Regions from separate parts of the Pan troglodytes genome. Here region 2 is linked to region 1. A link is a contact called in public Hi-C data. All regions are on one chromosome and are shown on one strand. Each heading gives the region's core, a stretch centred on a gene start, on an enhancer-like site or on the middle of the called end of the contact. The rest is flanking DNA. Distances are from core to core; before and after follow the strand shown. Region 1 holds the start of FAT4 (FAT atypical cadherin 4). Region 2 has its middle 420 kb from the start of FAT4.

Evidence for each region. Hi-C and Micro-C count contacts between places; a contact is called where the count stands out from the background.
Region 2: a Hi-C map of stem cell-derived neural progenitor cells shows a contact between it and region 1, with 5 times the contacts expected there. The contact joins the enhancer-like site here to the promoter of FAT4 in region 1. A contact is called at or near these places in 2 of 7 Hi-C or Micro-C datasets (blood and stem cell-derived neural progenitor cells), 1 of 1 datasets of contacts at active chromatin or transcription factors (stem cell-derived excitatory neurons) and 1 of 1 other capture datasets (stem cell-derived neural stem cells).

The regions. Positions count from the first base shown.
Region 1 is chr3:126,502,311-126,506,135 of NHGRI_mPanTro3-v2.0_pri, forward strand. It overlaps FAT4 (FAT atypical cadherin 4), which reads left to right and starts at 1,882. Exons shown (of 18, transcript XM_054683363.2): 1 at 1,882-1,965; 2 at 2,388-3,825. The coding sequence starts at 2,400.
Region 2 is chr3:126,925,184-126,929,008 of NHGRI_mPanTro3-v2.0_pri, forward strand. No RefSeq gene overlaps it. Among named protein-coding and RNA genes, the nearest start is that of FAT4, 420 kb to the left of the region's middle. Within about 2 kb of position 1,713, at least 6 of the 24 cell types and tissues checked have an H3K27ac peak or open chromatin away from gene starts, as enhancers often do. A contact at or near this core is called in stem cell-derived excitatory neurons and stem cell-derived neural progenitor cells, where this site is marked.

The DNA of each region.
Region 1 (3,825 bases), core at 632-3,131:
ATGTGGAGGTGGAAATACTCCATCAGGGATCAAAATTCCAAACTAACTTTGCAACAGGAAAAGATCTCCCTCTTTTCAAAGGGCTGCCATTATTATTGTTGTTGAAACCCTAAGGTTTGGGCTACTGGCACCTGGAATCCAGTTGGGAAAGAAAACAAAACAAACATTGAGTTCCCCTGGCCTTTCCTATAGTAGGAAGTCCAAAGTGCCCTTGCTACGGAGGCCTCCTGCCCCCTAGTCACCTGGAAGGTGGGGGAGAGGGGCAAGTGAGTGAAGATTTAGAGTTTAGCTCGCCCTAGACAGCAGGGAGCCCACTGTGTAGAAAGAGGAGCAAAGGGGAGGATTTGATTTGGATTCTGTGGGATCACACTGTATGGCAGCTCTATCCCTTGCATAAAGAGAGAAGGGGCAGGAAATGGTTAAAGCAAATCTGCACTGTGCATTCCCAGACAGGCTTTGCTTAATCCTTCCTCCCCGCTTTAACAGACCCTCAACCCCCCGCCTTTCTTTTATTTCTCTCGACCCCCTTACCCCTGAGTTATTACTAGCATAACAACCTAACGGTCTTCCCCCAGACCCTGCCACTAAAGTTATTTATCTGCAAACCTGACCCCACCCCCATCTATTCTGCGGCAGCCTTTTGCTGTTATTGCTCTGACGCCGGCCAAGATTTGGCCGAAAAGGAAAAAAAAAAAAAAAAAAAGAAAAGAAAAAAAATCACCCCCCTTCTTAGCGCCTCCGCCTCGCTGTGCTCCCACACCAGACCGCCTACAGCCCTCCGGGAGGCTGAAGTGATTAGCATCCCGAGAAGCCAGTCGGAGGCCAGGCAAGGCGGAGGGCGCTCGCGGTAGGAGTGCCGGTCGGGGCTGCTTCAGCTCCGGCCCAATGGGGCTGGGGCGAGGGAGGGGCAGAAGGTGACAGGACTGGGAGCTAGGGGGAGTCCAGGCGAACTAAAGTGCGGGGATCAATGAGTGTCGAGCAAAGTTTCTGAGTGCTGCTCCAGCTCGCGGTCTTCCCTCCCCCTCTGTGTTTCGGCGACGCGCTGTGTGTGTGTGTGTGCGTGTGTATGTGTGTGTGTGTGCATGCCTGTGCGGCGGGGAAGGGGCGGGGAGAGTGTGAGGGACCAGGCGGGAGGTGGAGAGGGGCTCGCGGAGCCCTAGCTCCACCGCGGTCCAACCTTCGGCCCCGGCCGGCGAGAGGGAGAGCGCTGACAGGCGCCGTCCGGAGCTGCGGAGGGCGTCACTACAGCCCAGCGCCGACTTCGCCGCCTCCGCTGCCAACGGTGAAGGAGAGAGAGGCACCAACCACCCCCCGCCCCAAACAAAAAGCCTTGTGGATTACAAAGTGAAACTGACACGGGACAATAAAAGCAGAGATAGCGAGGGCAGGGGCGAGGCGCGCTAGAGTGGGCTTCTGACTGGGGCCGCCGGAGAACGACCCCCCTGGCATGGTGAGGGGAGGGCGACTCGGGGACCGCACGCTGTTTCTGCCCGACCCCTGCGAGGCCGAGAAGAAAGGGGAAACTGCGTTCGATTTGGATGTACAAATAATGGGTCGGCAGGCGCCCCGGCAGAGGTGAAAAATGCCGAGGAGCCCTGGCTGTTGTTTGTGCCGGACCACGGGCTTGAAGCCGCAGCAGGGGCGGCGGCGGCGGCGGCTGCAGGAGGGGAAGGGGCAGAGTTGAGCGCTCCCGGGTACGGGAGCCAGAGCGCGAACGCTAGGGCTTGGAACGCAGTTCCCGAACTGCCTGCGCGCAGACGCCGCCGCCTGGGCCTCAGCGGACACTGCCGGAGCCCTGTTGGAGGGGCGTTGCAGCCTGGCTTTTGAGGAGTGGGGACTCCAGGAATTCCATCGCCTCCAGCTTTTGGGAAAGGAATTCGATTCTCCCGGTTCCCCACCACCCCTTCCCCGGTGCGCAGTTGTGCTTGGACGTTTGTTCCTCCCACTTCACGTTCTTCGCTGCGGGTAAGTTCTAAAGTTTCTGAAGACCGTTCTTTGCAATGATTCCTCATATACCTTAGATACAGGCAACTTCTCCCAACTCTCATCCACCCGGGTGAAAACGCTCAGACTATCTGGATTCAAAAACAAAGTAAAAGGGGGCATATATAAGAGGCTTGAGAAACTTTTCTGGGAACTCAGCTCACAGGAGTGTCCCGCGGAATGCCCTGCCGCTTTTCGCCACAGCATCTCTCTTGCACTCCGCGTTCAACTGGCTACCTAGAGTCTTTTGCTGATGCTACTTGCTTTTGCCGGACTGGAGGTTCTTTGAAATAGCAGAGGTCTCAGACCAAGCCGTCAGCTGAATCTTTGCTGGCGCTCCTTAATCCCTGTAAATATCATTGCGTTTGCTTCACCCCTTCCTTCTCTTTATCACATCGTTTTAGGGAGCCAGGACCATGGACTTAGCACCAGACAGGGCTACTGGCCGCCCGTGGCTCCCGTTGCACACTCTATCAGTATCTCAGCTCCTTCGAGTGTTTTGGCTACTGTCATTGCTTCCGGGGCAGGCCTGGGTCCACGGGGCCGAGCCACGCCAGGTGTTCCAAGTGCTGGAAGAGCAACCTCCAGGCACTCTGGTAGGCACCATCCAGACGCGCCCGGGCTTCACCTACAGGCTCAGCGAAAGCCACGCCCTGTTTGCCATAAACAGTAGCACCGGAGCCCTGTACACCACCTCCACCATCGACCGCGAGAGCCTGCCCAGCGACGTGATCAACCTGGTGGTCCTTTCCAGCGCGCCCACCTACCCCACCGAAGTGCGAGTGCTGGTGCGGGACCTCAATGACAACGCTCCCGTTTTCCCGGACCCCTCTATCGTGGTCACTTTCAAGGAAGACAGTAGCAGCGGACGCCAAGTCATCTTAGACACCGCCACCGACTCGGACATCGGCTCAAACGGTGTGGACCACCGCTCCTACCGCATCATCCGCGGCAATGAGGCGGGGCGCTTCCGTCTGGACATCACCCTGAACCCGAGCGGCGAGGGAGCGTTCCTGCATCTGGTGTCCAAGGGCGGACTGGACCGTGAGGTCACTCCACAGTACCAGCTCCTGGTTGAGGTGGAGGACAAGGGTGAGCCTAAGCGGCGGGGCTACCTTCAGGTAAACGTGACTGTGCAAGACATTAATGACAACCCCCCGGTTTTTGGCAGTTCTCACTACCAGGCGGGGGTGCCTGAGGACGCGGTTGTGGGCTCCAGCGTCCTCCAGGTGGCGGCGGCGGACGCGGACGAGGGCACCAACGCGGACATCCGCTATCGCCTGCAGGACGAGGGGACCCCCTTCCAAATGGACCCTGAGACGGGACTTATCACGGTGCGGGAGCCCCTGGACTTCGAAGCTCGGCGCCAATACTCGCTTACGGTGCAGGCGATGGACAGAGGCGTGCCTTCCCTCACTGGGCGCGCCGAGGCGCTGATTCAGCTGCTGGACGTGAATGACAATGACCCGGTAGTGAAGTTCCGCTACTTCCCGGCCACCTCGCGCTACGCCTCGGTAGATGAGAATGCTCAAGTGGGCACCGTGGTGGCTCTGCTCACCGTGACGGACGCAGATTCTCCCGCGGCCAACGGGAACATCTCCGTGCAAATTCTCGGGGGCAATGAGCAGCGCCACTTTGAAGTGCAAAGCAGCAAAGTGCCGAACCTGAGCCTAATCAAGGTGGCCAGCGCCTTGGACCGCGAGCGCATCCCTTCCTACAACCTCACAGTTTCCGTCTCTGATAACTACGGGGCGCCCCCTGGCGCAGCAGTCCAAACGCGCTCTTCTGTGGCAAGCTTGGTGATTTTTGTTAATGACATCAATGACCATCCTCCTGTCTTTT
Region 2 (3,825 bases), core at 463-2,962, 420 kb after region 1:
TGAGTAAATATATGGTAGGTCAATAAGGGTTATGGAGAAAAATAAAATAATGAGGATATAAAATCGCAAACATGGCCGGGCGCGGTGGCTCACATCTCTAATCCCAGCACTTTGGGAGGCCGAGGCGGGCGGATCACGAGGTCAGGAGATGAAGACCATCTGGCTAATATGGTGAAACCCTGTCTCTACTAAAAATACAAAAAATTAGCTGGGCATGGTGGCACACACCTGTAGTCCCAGCTACTCCAGAGGCTGAGGCAGGAGCATCGCTTGAACCCAGGACAGGAGGTGGAGGTTGCAGTGAGCTGTGATCGTGCCACTGCACTGCAGCCTAGGTGACAGAGAGACACTCCGTCTAAAAGAAAAAAAATTGCAAACAAAAGGGTGCTATTTTACTAGGATGCTCAGAGAAAACCTTATTATAAAGAGACATGTAGGTAGATAATTGAAGAATGTGAAAACTGAGTAACATAGATATCTTGGAAAATGATGATTCATTAAGCAGGAGTTTTCAGTCTGGCCTCCCTCCTAGAATTCAGGTAGCCTATGAACTTGATTTGGAAAAAAATATGGAAATATTCCTCCCAATAACCTGTATGTGAAATTTAGTGTTCCCTTCAATTTTGAATTTTATCAGTAATCCACAAGAGTCCTAGCAGCACCTGTAATGTTGGTACTTAATTTACAGATATCGTATTTTATATAACAGTGTTAAGATACCCTGAAATATCATTTACTGTCATCTCTATTTTGGCATTATGATTATTCTTAGATGTGCTGCTAGATCTCAGTTTGATGAATTAATTAAAAAGCATATATGTTACTATAAAAATTTGCTTTAAAATCTTTTTGATACTTTTGTTTCAATAGAATTGATTACATTTGTAATTCTGTGGATTTTGTATGCATTATGAAACATCATTCTGAGAAACCTCTATCTGCTTTACCTCCTTCCAGGAAGGGTCCATGGTGCAGAAAATATGAAGAGTCTCCATGTTAGAGGGAATAAGGGGAAAAACCCTGATATAAAAGTATACTTGATATGTTCAACAGACAGCTCCGAGAACAGTGAGGAGGAAGCAGAGGGGTAGGGCAGGAGTGGTGAAAAAAGAGAGCAGGAGGTAGAAGGCAGATCAGCCGATCGTGGCAGGGCTTTGCACCTGCACAGTGAGAGGTTATTAAAGGGTTTAAAGTTAGGGAGCCAAATTAAAAACATTCAGAAAGCCTAGTGATAAAGAGAAATATTAAAAACTAATTAATACCAATAACATTTTACCTAACTGAGCTAATCGCCTTGCTCCCTATGAGAGCTATGAAAATACATTGCTTTCCTCCAAAGCACTTTGCTTGTTAAATCAAATGTTTCAGGGTCAAGGCTGTGCTATATTTTATCAGTTGAAAATTAAACCTTGTGAATTAGAATACTATCTAGAAACAATTTCCTTCTCTGTTTTCAATTTTCTACATGCTGAGCTTTCTAAATTTGCATTTGCTTTTTTTTTAACCAATAAAGTCGCATCCTTTTCTCTTAATTTATGTTACATCTGCAATATCAGGGTTTTCAAGTGTAAGACTTGAAGTTAAATGGCAGCATTTACTGTCTTACGTACTAGGTGAGAAAGCACATGTGTTTTTATCAGCTCTGCCACTGTGTGATTTTTAACACTGCATTTGTCTGGCCAGGCCTGCCTGTACTTCTCAGTGTTGCTCTGTGACATCTCGTCCTCCCGCTCACATTCCAATCGAGCTGCTCATTACCCTCAGAGTGGATTCCAATGGATGTTTCTTTCTTGTGACATGTGAAAAATCATTTTCATTCCTATTACACAAACCTTTCTAAGTTACTTCTTCAGGTTTGTTTACCAGCTTATTTTCTCCCTCTAGTCAAGAAGAGCCTGGTTTTAACTGCTTTTTTAAAAAAATTAGTAAATCTGATGTTATTTCCATTATTGTTCCAATAGAAAATTTATTCTCTTAGACTTTTCATAGATTCAAATTTCAATACATTTTCTTAAATCACAATTTATACTTTTTTCTTTCCATGATATGTTTGATTTATCTTCCTCAATTTACTTTCTTGATACATTATTTTCTTTTTTCTTAGCTGATATTTACAGAACTGTTAATGACTTTTTTTCTAGGATAAAGAAATAGCTTTTAAACACAGAGAGAAATGAAAGAATATAATGATTTGCAAAGAGACATTACTCAAGTTTTCTCTTGGCAGCTAAGAATTTTGAATGGGCTTCTTAAAATTGAAACAGCAGCTTGGGGACCACAAACTTGGCCATAATAATGATTATTTTTGTTAGCTCACTTATCAAATATTGAATGAGTCTTTACTATATATTAGGCATTGTGACAGATATTTTGGGACACAGAGATGACCATGCTTGGCATGATTTCTTGCCTTCCTGGTACTTGTAGTAAAAAGGAAAAGGTAAGCATTAAGAGAAATTATATTATGCTCAATTATTACAAGTTTAAAAAATTTTTCAAGCCCTAAAACCTTGGTGGAAATGCATGTAAGAGGAAATCAGCATGACTTCTCTAAGGAGATGATGTTTACAGTGACCCCTGAAGAATGCATGCTGGTAACCTAGGTGATGGGAGTGGGGAACATTTCGGGCACATGAATTGGCATTTTTATGCATTATGACTAAAGCTGAGAGACTGCAGGGGGCAGTGTTCAGAAATGAGACTGAAGCATTAGGCAAAGCCAGATCATGGAGGTCATTGTAGGCCATATTAAGCATTTTGGATCATGTTTCCATGGGAAGTGGGAAGAAAATAAAGAATTTATAGCATAAATTTGAAGCTTATGCTTGTATTTCATAAAAGCAATGTATTGAAAATAATATGTGAAATAAATTTAAGAAATAAAAGAGTAAACCCTGGCATATTTTTGAAGGAAATAATTTCAGTGGTAGCTTTTAAATGAGACAAGAATGAATTGTACTTACTTAGGCAATATAAGGGAAGCATAAACAATAGAACCCAGTAATAGATTGTGTATGAGATGAGGAAAAGAAAGGAAATAAGGATGGCCTAGAATATTGGACTAAACAGTTGTGTGGGCAATAGTGCTTAGTACTGAGTAAGGATACACTGGAGGAAAGCAGTTTTGAGTCGTGTTGAGCTTGAGACGTTGGTGAGAAACTCAAATGGAGATCTCAAGTGGTCATTTAGGTATATGAACCCAGAGCTGACTTGTCTGGGTTTAACACAACAAGGAAACATAGAACATAGAGACAATGAATGAACAAAGCCATGGCTTTGAAGACAGTGAGCCCAGGAAAGGGCCCAGAAAATGGTTATGGGCATTTAACATTCAAAGTTGGTGAATGTGTGGATGAATGAAAAATGTTCATGTTTTGTCAGGTTCAGTTGAATCTGGCGTCTTACAGAGGGATCAGATACAGGCAGGGGCATGTGACTTTGCTCTGCATTAAGACGAAATAGAGTATTGTCAGAGAGTTTCAAGTTCTTGAACTGTCCAGTAACCACATATCTGGGGTGCAAACCTGAGAGGGGTGGAGGCCCTTGTGAGCCACATGAGAGTGCTAGTTCCTGGAGATTCAGTTCTGTCAATCTAAGACCCAGATGGGGAAGGCTCGTGAAAAACACTGGAAAAGTTTACCTCATTATCGAATCTTTTCTTCCTACTGGATGACTGATTTGGGGAGGCCTTCTCTAAGTTGTCTAAGTCTCTAATGCAGAAAAAAAATGTGGTAAGGAAAGTAGAAGAACAAACTCGCTGTCCTTTCTGCTGCACCACAATGCATACTAAACTCTGGCTGGAGACTGGGCACGGTGGCTCACGCC